Linked DNA regions of Mus musculus: region 1 is linked to region 2. A link is a contact called in public Hi-C data. All regions are on one chromosome and are shown on one strand. Each heading gives the region's core, a stretch centred on a gene start, on an enhancer-like site or on the middle of the called end of the contact. The rest is flanking DNA. Distances are from core to core; before and after follow the strand shown. Region 1 has its middle 4.5 kb from the start of Gm26409. Region 2 holds the start of Ltf (lactotransferrin).

What was found. A called contact is a pair of places that touch in the nucleus more often than the background predicts.
Region 1: a contact with region 2 is called in a Hi-C map of the HPC-7 cell line, with 2.9 times the contacts expected there. The contact joins the enhancer-like site here to the promoter of Ltf in region 2. A contact is called at or near these places in 7 of 39 promoter capture datasets (the C10 cell line, HPC-7-derived erythroid cells, embryonic stem cells and 3 more), 1 of 15 datasets of contacts at CTCF or cohesin (CD8 T cells), 58 of 484 Hi-C or Micro-C datasets (the AML12 cell line, B cells, the BV-2 cell line and 45 more), 6 of 115 datasets of contacts at active chromatin or transcription factors (CD8 T cells, the HPC-7 cell line, embryonic stem cells and 2 more) and 3 of 9 other capture datasets (adipose tissue, liver and pancreatic islet).

The regions. Positions count from the first base shown.
Region 1 is chr9:111,069,500-111,072,199 of GRCm38.p6, forward strand. It overlaps the pseudogene Rp31-ps19. Among named protein-coding and RNA genes, the nearest start is that of Gm26409, 4.5 kb to the right of the region's middle. Within about 2 kb of position 1,397, at least 13 of the 459 cell types and tissues checked have an H3K27ac peak or open chromatin away from gene starts, as enhancers often do. A contact at or near this core is called in the HPC-7 cell line and bone marrow-derived macrophages, where this site is marked.
Region 2 is chr9:111,017,843-111,020,542 of GRCm38.p6, forward strand. It overlaps Ltf (lactotransferrin), which reads left to right and starts at 1,450. Exons shown (of 17, transcript NM_008522.3): 1 at 1,450-1,526. The coding sequence starts at 1,484.

The DNA.
Region 1 (2,700 bases), core at 147-2,646, 52 kb after region 2:
GCTCCCACTGACTCAGAACAGCACACAAAGCACAAATCGTGTATCATTCTGTATCCACGTGCTGTTCCCAACACACTGGGGCCTGGGTTCCTTTAACACCTTCCTGGTTTTAGTGCATGCTCTTAGACCTGGTACAGAGATGGGGGGGTGGGGAGAGGAAGGAGCAGGAGGAGGAGGAGGAAGAGGAGAGGGGGAGGGGGAGGGAGAGGGAGAGGGAGAGGGAGAGGGAGAGGGAGAGGGAGAGGGAGAGGGAGAGGGAGAGGGAGAGGGAGAGGGAGAGGGAGAGGGAGAAGGAGAAGGAGAAGGAGAAGGAGAAGGAGAAGAAGAAGAAGAAGAAGAAGAAGAAGAAGAAGAAGAAGAAGAAGAAGAAGAAGAAAGGCCAAAAGAAAGCCAGAGAGAACATCTGTGACATTGATCCAATTCCACAGTAGCTGTCTCACAGCTCAGCCATCAAATGGTCACAAGGCCAGATGTCCTGAATTTGCAACCTAAGGTCTGAGAGGCTTATTGTTCTTAGATTCTGTTGTTCATTTAGCTTAATTGGGTAACCAGCCCAGAGCCTCCAGGTCTCAATGTCCCTTGTAAAGGGTCATTTAAGAAAAAGGGTCAATATCCCCAGCACGCTTGCCTGGACTGCTTAAACCAGTGTGGACCATAGCTTCGTGATGCCTTACCTTTCAGCATTTCCCCTTGTGCAATGCTCCCACACAGATGAAGGATGGTCACGTCTGAAAAGGATGCCATTAGGATCTCTGAAAGTGAGAGTCCAGGTCTACTCTGCAAAGCCATGATGCAATCATAAGCTTTCCATTCCAAGCTAAAAAGATAAATAAAATACAGCAATTTAAAAAGTGTAGCTTCTGAATACATTGCGGAGGGGACCCCCCCCCCCCATGAAGGAATCATGTGGCCGGAAGAGGGGTACCACACAAGGCTGTGTTTCAGAACACTACAAGAGGGCATACTCTTCAAAGACACACAGACGGAGACTGAGGCTGGTGAAAGCAAAGAAATCCATCTGATACGAGCCAGAGCTGGTTCATAAAACCTATTGGTTCTAAGAAAACATTTGTTTACCTTGATTTTTATGTGTACAGATGTTTTTTGCCTGTCTGTACATAGTGCACCAGATGCACGCAGTACCCGTAGAGGCCAGAAGAGGGCATCTTGCCCCTGGTATTGGAGTCACAGAGTTGTGAGCCTCTGTGTGCATGCTAGGAACAGAAGAACCCCACCCAGATTCTCTGAAGGGTCACAGGTGCTCTTAATCAATGCTCCATCTCTCCAGCCCTAGGGTTCATTTTCCTCCCCCTGCCCCCAACTCTAGCCCTCCCGCACATGGTATTGGGTTTGCTCAGCTCAGCCAGCAGGTTACACTTGCCAGAAACACAGGAAGTCCTCCACTTCCCTCCAGACTGGGGAACGAGGAACAGGCTGGCTGTGGATGCACCAGCTTCTGCAAAGAGATGACAAGAGACACCTTTTCTAACTTCAGTGATCAGGGAGTTCCTGGGTAGCCTGAAATCAGCCATCGTGGGAATATTTATACATCAGAGACTGGCAACTGTAACGAGCTGGGATTCTTCATCCTCCGCACAAACTGATATGGCTGCGTTTTAATTTTTTTTAATTTTTTATTTTTATTTTTTGCAGTTCTGCAACTTTATTTGACATGAGCAGGTTAGTTCTCATCCACATTGACCGTCTGTAGATTTTTGAACGCGGTAACAGGCACATAAGTTACCAATGTGCAGAGCTTGTTTGGTGAATCTTAATCCTCGTTACGTTTTCTGGACAAACGTACTCAGATGTGATATGGAACATTCCTATTTCCTTGGCCCAGATGGCTTTATTGAGCCTGGTGTCAATGCGCACATCTGGAGTCCCCATTTCCTTCATGGCAAACTTCCGAATTTCTTCGAGTGCCGGAGTAGCATGCTTCCGGAAGCCCACTCCATGGATGCGCTTGTGAATGTTGATGGTGTATTCTCGGGTCACTGCCTCGTTGATGGCAGAACGGCACTTCTTCTCGCCACCCTTCTCTTTGGGAGCCAATCTGCGGGGCCCACGTTGGAAAGGAAGGACGCGAGGGATTGTCCTGACGTGGCTGTGAAACCACAACCAGCACACCGCTGGGCATCGTAACCATTTAGTAGCACCAACTGGGAAACTGAGGTCTGGGTTTCGCTACGGTGGGGATTATCATTTATCGTCTCCAAGCCTCCTGCTGAACTGTGAGGCTCCTTATGAGCTACACAGAGGTAGGGTAAGGAGGTTCCTTTAAGAGCTGACTAGGTCTTCACTCTCCAGAATGGATTCACTGAAGCCAGGCACCATGGGATGCATCTGTAACACTAGCACTTGTGAGTCTGAGGGTGAAAATTTTGGAGTTTGAGGCCAGCCCGGGCTACACAGCAAGTTCAAGGCTGTCCTAGGCTTAAAAAAAAAAAAAAGTTATTCTGCCATTAGTGGATTTGTGAGCTAATGAATTATCTTAAGAGTGTGTGTACACCTTAAGAAGCACTTGAGCTAGGTCACCTGCATACTCTGCATTAATTTTTTTCAAGCATGTCCCCACACCATTTCATTTCCATTTTTTTTTTTTTTTTTGTTACGCTCTTCGTCTCAAATCTGACTCCGATAAGCCACATAAAACGTATTGCCCTCAACTTCTTGCCAACTACACTTCCTTTGCAACGA
Region 2 (2,700 bases), core at 200-2,699:
ACACATTTATTGCTTCCGGTGGGTGTGTGGCATGCATCTGTGCCTGAAGACCCTTGATCCTGAGCCCTGTGCATCACGGGAACACACTTATGAGCTGTGGTCTCAGAAGCAGTAGTCTAGCTTTTGAATTAAAAAGTGACATCATCATGGGAGCTGGAGAGGTGGCTCAGTGGTTAAGGATGCACACTGCTCTTGCAGAGCATTAGACTTCAGCTCCCAGCACTGTGTTGCAAGGCTCATTCATAACTGCCTGTACCTCCAGCTCCAGCTCCAGCTCCAGCTCCAGAGATGAGGTGTCTGAACCTCTGGCCTCCATGGGTAGCTGCATTCATGTGCACATACCCCCACCATCACCCCTAAACATACACGTATAAATAATTCCAAATTAATATATCATTAAAATGGCTTTTATTTTTTTGACAGGGTTTCTCTGTGTAACCCTGACTGTCCTGGAACTCACTCTGTAGACCAGGCTGGCCTGGAACTCAGAAATCTGCCTGTCTCTGTCTCCCAAGTGCTGGGATTAAAGGCATGCGCCACCACCGCCCGGCTCATAATATCATAATATGACTCTTAAGACATTCATTAAAAAGAAGTTCTCATTTCTATACCACACATGTACACACACACACACAATCTCTCTCTCTCACACACACATACACACACACACACACACACACACACAGACTCACACACACAAACACACAGACACAAAAATAGACACGGTCACAGATAGACATAGACACAGACAGACACACAGAGGAAGAGGAAAAAAAGATATGGAGGAAGGAATGAAAGAAAAGGAGCAAAAGAAATCAAATGTCAGGGTCTCTTCCTCGCTAGCAAATGAAGGGACACAGGTCAACCCTGGGTGGCATTCCTTTCTGAGGTCCTAGGTTATTTTCGGGGGCTGTATGGCGGGTTTCAAGGCAGTGTGGACCCCACAGGAACCCTGTGTGCAAGTCTAGGCTGACTCCGCTCTCCCTGCGGCTGTCACCGGGCTGCTGTTGTGGCCAGGCCTGAGCAGCTGCCTCTTCTTTAGAATCCACCACTCTTTGTCTAGCCAAGGAGGAAGGGGATTTGCTTGCTCCATGCAGCTTAAGTGTCACAGGTCAAGGTAACCCACAAATATAGACCCCCTACCCCATGTCCCACCTCTAGAAAGTACTGGAAACAGAGAAAGGAGAAGACTTGGGGACTGTGACTCTGATCCTGCAGAAGCTGGGTGGAGATTAAGGAAATCACTCGGTTTCCTGTACCAGCGCCTGTGTAGGGGGTACTGGAGTCCCTGTTTCCTCCTTCTGGGCTCCAGGAAGCTGGCCTCTAAGAACTAGCACACCTGGTTGAGGGCAATGGGGCTGGAAGGCAGGCCTATTGGGCAATAGGGTGGGGCCAGCCCGGTGAGGTCACCCAGCACAGATAAAGGGCCCCGGGGAGAGGGCAGAAGCCAGGCTTGTCCTCTAGGTCTCCCAAGACCACAGACATGAGGCTGCTCATCCCTTCCTTGATATTTCTTGAGGCCCTTGGTAAGTGCAGGTGCCCAGAGGTAGGGAGGGGCGGGAGGTCACCTGCTGGGAAGCTGGGCACTAAATGCACTCTTCTGTTATCTAGGGAAGACTGTTGGGCTCAGAGAGGGTGAGATGTTCCTGTGAGTCCCAGTTCACTGCCTCCCAAGAAGGCTTCTTTGTACCAACATTGGGGACCCTCCATGTTTGACTCTATGCCCTCTCTTAGTCCTCCTGCTGCTGGACTCCACATCTAACCCAGGCATCCTATACAGGCAGGCTAGCTCAGTGGCCAGTGGTGCTGGTGCCCAACCGCCTAGGTTCAAATTCTAGAGTCAACACAACTTAGCTGGAAAGTCATATAACTTGGTAAAGCTACACAATGCCTAGAACTATGGGGGTATTGACAAAAATCACACTGAAGGATAGATGGGGTGACCCAGTGAGTAAAGGTGCTTGCTACCAAGACTGAAGACAGAAGTCCTAGTCCCAGAACTCACTCAATGGAACTACCAGCTTTCTATCTATAAATTTATCTTTTCTGGTCGAGTGTGGTGGTGCACACCTTTGATTCTAGCACTTGGGAAGCAGAGGCAGAGGCAGAGGCAGAGGCAGAGGCAGAGGCAGAGGCAGAGGCAGAGGCAGAGGCAGAGGCAGAGGCAGAGGCAGAGGCAGAGGCAGAGGCAGAGGCAGAGGCAGAGGCAGAGGCAGAGGCAGAGGCAGGCAGATCTCTGTGAGTTCAAGGTCAGCCTGCTCTACATAGTGAGTTCCAGGATAGCCAAGGCTACGTAGAGACTCAAAAAAAAAAAAAAAAAAAAAAAAAAAAAAGTGGAGTTATCCAATATTTTGTCTTGGATTTGGCTTCCTTCATCTAGTCATGTTATATGTATGTGTATTATTTTTTATATAATTGAAGAATATTCCATTGAATGGATGTACTGCATTTTCTTCAGCCATTCCTATTCACCAGTGTTTGGGATTTATGTAGTTAGTTGGGTTTTTTTGTTGTTGTTGTTATTTTGAGACCTTTTTCCTATCTAAATAATGCTACTATGAATATTAATGCTAGATCTTTAAGCAGATTTATGTTTTTATTTCTATGAGCAATTGCCAACCTGTTTCCCAAAGTGGCTACATCATTTTACAGTCTCAGCAATGTAAGAAGGTTTCCATGTTTGCAACATTAAGATCCAGT